Linked DNA regions of Anser cygnoides: region 1 is linked to region 2. The links are chromatin contacts, called in public Hi-C maps. All regions are on one chromosome and are shown on one strand. The core of a region is the stretch at or near the end of the contact, and the rest is flanking DNA. Distances in the headings are between cores, read along the strand shown.

Region 1 (3,393 bases), core at 3-2,502, 310 kb after region 2:
ACTTCAAGTAGACGGAATGACATCCAAATGACTTTAGCAGCCAAAGTACAGGGCTGGCAGAATATAAAGACAGTTTTACAGTACAATATATCCTATTGGGGCTTTACATGAAAATGTATCTTCTTCCCTCAAGAATCCTGTGAATACATATTGCAGTGTCATAGCATGGATATGAGCACGCATGTGTACAGAGGAATGGAAAGAGGGAGGGATATGGCAGCGGGAGAATGACTACATGCAGAAGATGCTGTCTTTTAAGACACCCACCAGATTCCAATTTGCCTAACAAGATGCACGAAGGCAATCTCTCTCGTTAAATGCTAACATACTTCTGCGGGTCAAGAGTCAAAACGCAGGCATTCCTCGTGCCAAAGCGGAGGTCAAACAACGTGACATCACTGAATATTCAACTGGTACACGGGGAGCGGGGGGAAGAACCATCCTTCTGGCCTATGAATAAATAAATAAATAAAAGAAAATGCAAAGCCTAAGAGTTATCTGCAAGGATTTAATCCAAACCACAACACGTAGGTTTGGGGTTCGGTCAGATCCAAGGCACGGTGCTGGGGTTTCGGCTGAGCGCGGTGGCGCGCCTGGTTGTCCTCCCGGGACGGTCTGACAGGGAGCTTCGGAAGCGGGGCTGTGCTAAGACTGTGTTGCTCGGGGATGACAGCTGCACACAGGCAGCGGGAAAATAATAGCCACTTCTTCCATGCTCCAGACTCGCTCCGTTGTGCCAAATATTTCAGAGTAAATAGGCACTCTCTCTATTCATAGAGAGCATCTATTAGGAAAGGAACACATTACAAATATTCGGTATGATTCAGGAGGACACAGAGTCAATTTATACACCCCGCGGGGTAATTATACCTTTTTTGGTCGTAACAAAACGCTCGGAATACGCCGGGACGGGCGGCGGGCACCGGCCGGCGAGGGCCTGGGGAGGGGGGGGCGAAGCATTCCCGGGCCGCCCCTAGCAACCGGCCGGGCGCGGGGCGGGCCGCGGCGTGAGGAAAACACGGCGATTTTTTTTTTCCCTAAAAAAAAAAAAAAAAGGGAAAAGGGGGGCGGAACGGGGGGAGGCGGAGGAATGCGGGAGCCAGGGGTCAGGGCCGCTCCGGGGCGGGGCGGGCGGCGCGGCGCGCAGGAATGCGGGGAATGCGGCTGCTGGTGCGCGGCCCCATTCAGCCCATTGGCGGGGCCGCGCCGCCGCCGCCTATAAAGGGGCGCCCGCCGCCGGGCTCCGCAGTCACGCAGCCACTGTCCCGGCGGCTAACGGAGCACCGAGCACAGCACAGCACAGCCGAGCCGAGCCGCGCAGCTCAGACGCCGCCCGCACCGGCCCCGCTGAAGGGAAGCGCTCTCCCGGGACCTCGCCTCGCAGCCGCCTCAGGATGTCCCCGTCCAGCCTCGCCGCCGCCCTCCTCCTCCTCGTCGCCCTCCTCGGCCCGGTAAGTGCCGCCGCCGCCCGCCGCTGCTGCCCCGGCCGGCCCGGGCACGGCGTGGCGGCGCTGACGGCCGCTGTCTCCTTCTCTCCCCCCGCCGCCGGCGCAGGACGAGGCCCGCGGGCAGGAGTGCAGCGGGCAGTGCCAGTGCGGGGCCGGGCCCGGCCCCAGCTGCCCCGCCGGCGTCTCCCTGGTGCTCGACGGCTGCGGCTGCTGCCGGGTGTGCGCCAAGCAGCTGGGCGAGCTGTGCACCGAGCGCGACCCCTGCGACCACCACAAGGGGCTCTTCTGCGACTTCGGCTCCCCCGCCAACCGCAGGATCGGCGTCTGCACCGGTGAGTGGGGACCGGCACCGGGGACGGGGGACGGGGGACGGGGTCCCGGCGGCCGGGGCTGAGCCTGACCCTTCTCCGCCTCCTGCCCCCGCAGCTCGGGACGGCGCCCCGTGTGTCTTCGGCGGCATGGTGTACCGGAGCGGGGAGTCCTTCCAGAGCAGCTGCAAGTACCAGTGCACCTGCCTGGACGGGGCGGTGGGCTGCGTGCCCCTCTGCAGCATGGACGTGCGCCTGCCCAGCCCCGACTGCCCCTTCCCGCGGAGGGTGAAGCTCCCCGGCAAGTGCTGCGAGGAGTGGGTCTGTGACGAGCCCAAGGAGCAGACTGCTGTGGGACCTGCTCTTGCTGGTGAGTGGGGGTCCCTCCGTGGGTGGTGGGCTGAGGGGAAAGGGGTGCCTGCTTGGGGTCAGGTGTAGCAGGGTGGGTTGATGTGGGGCTGCCCCAGCAGCCGGAGGGCAGCAGTGAGTGGGGTTGCCCTGCAGATAAGCATAGTTACGGAAATTTCCCTGGGAAGGGGACAGAGCATCTAGCAGGGTGCAAACTCGGATGGTAGCCTCATCCTGGTTGTCTGTCCCCTGCAGCGTACAGACTGGAAGACACTTACGGTCCGGACCCGACCATGATGCGTGCCAACTGCCTGGTGCAGACCACCGAATGGAGTGCCTGCTCCAAGACCTGCGGCATGGGCATCTCAACCAGGGTCACCAACGATAATGCCTTCTGCAGACTGGAGAAACAGAGCAGGCTCTGCATGGTCAGACCTTGTGAAGTGGACCTGGAGGAAAATATCAAGGTAAAGAGTCTCAGCTTTAATGTATGATCTATTAGGATGCTTTCATCAGCTGGCAAAAAAATATCTCACCAAAGAACATGGCATTCTGATAGGTAGTAAGTTTCAGTAGTAAGTTTCAAGTGGCTCATCATGAAGTTTGAGTTTTGCCCCAGTAGTGAATATTTTGCAGTTAAATGTCCTTATAATTCTCTTTCACACGTTATTATGATGCTATGTAAACACTTTCTCCTGTTGAAAGCATTGTAAGGATTCGTGCATCTGCCTGCTTTTAACATTTAAGCTTAGTGCTACATCAAAGCCTACCTTCTAAACATGTTGTATTCACTTATATCCCAACAGAAAGGCAAAAAGTGCATTCGCACCCCCAAAATCTCCAAGCCCATCAAGTTTGAGCTGTCTGGCTGCACCAGCGTGAAGACCTACAGAGCTAAGTTCTGTGGTGTCTGCACTGACGGGCGCTGCTGCACACCCCACAGAACAGCCACCCTCCCCGTGGAGTTCAAGTGCCCTGATGGGGAGATCATGAAAAGGAAAATGATGTTCATCAAGACCTGCGCGTGCCACTACAACTGCCCTGGAGACAACGACATCTTCGAGTCTCTGTACTACAGGAAGATGTATGGAGACATGGCATAAAGCTAGAAGGAGACGCTAACTAGATTCTCAACTTGAACTGATTTGCATCTCATTTTGTAAACATGATTCAATAGCACAAGGTATTTAAATCGGTTTTTTTAATTTCAACAAACTGCTCCATGTGACCTAAGACAATTTGTCTACTGACCCCAAACGGTGGTTTGAAGAAGAAGGTAAAACGGACAG
Region 2 (3,475 bases), core at 73-2,572:
GGAAGGTGGCTGATCATGGGTAAGTTGGGAAGGCATCTCTCCTGTAGTTGGAGTTATTGGTTAGTGCTCCAAGTCAGGACCATCATCTGTTTCCCTTGTCTCATGCTAGGAGATGAGTGTAGTGCTTGGACATCTCTCAGTCCTACCAGAGAAGGTGGGTGACCTGCAGTCCTCTCATCATTTCCCTCTCAGTGGATGAAGGCCTTTCCAACATTAGGATTTTACTCAAGGATTTGTTTTTTCCTTTTCTTCTGCAAGAATACACTGGTGTTACAGCCTGCCTAGTGATGACTAGTTCTCGGGGATAGTTGCGTTTGCTCCTATATTGTTATAGGCAAGAAGTTGTCTATATTTGATCTTCGTTTTATTTATTTGTATTTTAAGTTGAAACTTCCTATGTGATCTTAAACATTTTCATGTTCAAGCAGCAGAACAATCAATTATGTGGGTTTACTTGTAGTGCTGGAAAAGATTTGCAGAGCTGTCTGAAAAATAAGGGAAGACAAGGAGAAAGGAGGTAAGACTTTCTTCTTCCCTAGCCAGCTAAAAGCCAGCTGTTAAGCAAGTACAGTGTGTGATCCAATATTTGAAATACGTTTTCATCTATGGAATAAATACAATGTATTGCAAATCTGTCAGGAGCACGTTTCTCAAATAATCCTATCTTTATAAAAAAAAATATATACATATATATATATTTCCACTGTAAATCTCACTACTCCTGCAACTCACGTAGGGAAAATGAGGCCTTTTATATGAAGCAGCATTGCTATTCTATTCTGTGCCCTTTTTTATTCTTTTGACCTGGAGGAAGAGCTTCCGCTGCCTATAAATGGAACCACTGTTTGGCCCAGTAAAAGTAAACATAAGCTGGCTCTTAAGTAATTTTCTCAGTAGGAATTCAGGTTAGGTCTTAATTGTTCCTCTGGCTCATCATTAACCATGGCTGACCTGTTCCTGAGCATGTGACTGCTCGGAGAGTGGCCGAGTAGCTTTCAACAGGTAATTGTTACATATTAGGAAGTATAGATTAGGAATGCTGGAAGAGGAATGAAAAATCTTCTTACTAATACAGTATTGCTTCTTTCTAATACTCATTCTGAGGTGGGAAGAGTGAGATTGCTTCCTTTGGCAGGTGAGATGGCAGTTGCTTGGAGAAAATGCATTTGGATCGAGTGGTGTTGCGCAGTCTGCTTCCTGCAGGACTTTCCGGCTGCGGTGGCTTGCTGCCAGCCCCTGGCTGACAAGGTGCTGCTCCCCCTGGAGTTGCTGTGTGAGCTCCGAAAGAACCATTGGTCGTCCTTACATGCCAGCACCTGCCTCGACCTCCAGCGCAGGGCTGGCCACAGTCATTAGCCTGCCTCTGACGACTTCTGGAAAAAATGTCTGTGTGCACACAGTGCGTGTGCTTCTGCAGCTCCGGAGCAAAGTCCAGCAGCTACTTCTGCATATCCAAGGAGCACGAGCTAAGGCATCGAGCTTTGCACTGGAATGGATTCAAGTCGTGCACAAGATCCATTCAGGCTCTGTCATGGGATTGGTATTGCCCAGAGGGGCAGAAAGGACCTCTGGTAGGAGGATTACTCCTGTTGTCAGAGTTCCTGGTCGTTGCCACAAGGTGTGGGAAGCTGGAACAACCAGGAAGTAGGGAAAGAAAAACCTGGAGGGATGAGGTCACCTAGGAGCCAGTCAGAACTGTGCTCTCATCTTTGGTTTCTGATGATTATCAGTGTATTTATGGCACAGATCTATGGCCTTGTGATTTAGGCCTATGCTTTCAGCTCTCTGGGACACCTGAGCGTCAGAGCTGATGAACTGAGAGGCACCTAAGGAGCAGCCAGCGCTTTGCCACCCTGAATTCCCTGCACAGGGGCAAAAAGCTGGTTAAACAAGGAAGGCATTATGAATACTGTGATCAGTAGTGAAGCTGGGAATTTAGGGGCCTCTGACTTACAAAAAGTAATGCTAGGTTTCCAGCAGTTTCGCTTTTCCTCTTCAGTGCCAAGGCCATCTCGGTACTTGCTTTTGAAACAGGACAGCGGAGGTGTTTCTAGCTTTCAGGAGGAGAGGCTGTGGCTACCATGCTTCTCTGTTGAGGAAGGAAAGGGACGCTGACTTATACCTAAAGGTTTTGAAGCTAGTTGTTGCTTAAAATCAAATTCTCTTAAGATCACTGTGTATGTCTGAAGGAACAAGACGCTTCACCTCTGTGATCCAGGTGGCACTGTCTGAATCTATTTCAAATTCGGTTTTTATCAATAAATTTATACAAGTTCATGAGTCCAGACAAATGTCTGTGGTTTAGGTAGTTTTAGGGTTACATCTATAATGTATCAAATGTCTAGGTGAGAATTAGCTACAGTAAGAAATCTGTAATCACAAAATCTATAAGACAATATAAGAAATACATTTTTAAGCCTATATACATTGTAGCATGTTTATATTAATGTGAAGGAGTACAAAGGATGGATTTCTTTGTCTTGTAAACCTGCAGGTACGTACTGTAAATTTTGCAACAAGGTCAGCTTCTTTGTTTTCTATATTCTGCTTTTCCTACCAACTTGTTTAATGCCTGTGCAAAACGACAAACCTTTGGCTTTCTTATGAAAACAGTGTTGAGACTGCTGCTGAAGACTGTTGGCAAAAGTTTACTTTTACCACTTCACTTTTTTTCTGTTTGCTTACTTGTATAAGCAATGTTTCATTTTTCAAAGTGCTGTATAGTTCCCATGATTGAAAAACTGAAAAAGAAATGCTCTTTTTCTTTCTAAATAATATCCTTGTTGTGAAAGGTTAAGGAGGAAAATGCTAAATTAAAGGAAGCCCAGAAAAATTGGTGTCAGTTCAGTCCTTGGTATGTCCATTCTTTTATTTTTCCCAGACAGGTTACAAAGCCTGTTAGCACTTGGTTATTTTGATGTTTCTTGATGCTGCTTACAGGATTCTTGGTAAAAACGTGTTTTAATTTTGTGCTGAATTCTTGAATCACAAGACATGAACCGGGATGAACTTCCCTCTGCCTAGAACTGTGTAGTGTCCAGCTATGCTGTGCTGGCTTTTAATTTCCCCTCAATCATCTACTTGTGTTCATTTTTAGAAGTAGGGTAAATATCTAATTAAGCTGATATGCAAATATGTTAAATACAGGCTTTCAGAGAATTTCTCAGGTGTGAGCCCTTCTTTTAAAACAATTTTCACTTCTTCATTTGTAGTTAAATAACTCTACCTCTAGGTGGCAGTAAAACATGCTACTCTTTCTGTCTGCAAGAAGAGATGTTATGAGAGTGCTTGCAGGTTGTTTTTTCTCCCTGTAAAAACACATCAAGACTAACCGAGCACCTTGGCTCTTGAATCAGAGGGGAGAATGTCTTTGATCAAATACTACTGAAAGTAAATTACTCTGAAGACTTATAGATGCTAAAGCTTATCACTGAATTCAAAAGGTAACAGGACAGTCACATTTTTTTGTTAATTT

The links. Hi-C and Micro-C count contacts between places; a contact is called where the count stands out from the background.
Region 1: a Hi-C map of granulosa cells shows a contact between it and region 2, with 2.1 times the contacts expected there. The contact joins the promoter of CCN2 here to the enhancer-like site in region 2. A contact is called at or near these places in 2 of 7 Hi-C or Micro-C datasets (granulosa cells and liver).

What each region holds. Positions count from the first base shown.
Region 1 is chr3:62,897,173-62,900,565 of Taihu_goose_T2T_genome, forward strand. It overlaps CCN2 (cellular communication network factor 2), which reads left to right and starts at 1,253. Exons shown (of 5, transcript XM_048075774.2): 1 at 1,253-1,451; 2 at 1,555-1,780; 3 at 1,875-2,126; 4 at 2,360-2,571; 5 at 2,911-3,393. The coding sequence starts at 1,395. The coding sequence ends at 3,207. LOC125184219 (a long non-coding RNA gene) reads right to left here and starts at 1,091. Exons shown (of 4, transcript XR_010830386.1): 1 at 871-1,091; 2 at 1-784.
Region 2 is chr3:62,582,354-62,585,828 of Taihu_goose_T2T_genome, forward strand. All of the region lies in intron 2 of STX7 (syntaxin 7), which reads left to right. Among named protein-coding and RNA genes, the nearest start is that of STX7, 17 kb to the left of the region's middle. Within about 2 kb of position 1,323, at least 1 of the 3 cell types and tissues checked has open chromatin away from gene starts, as enhancers often do.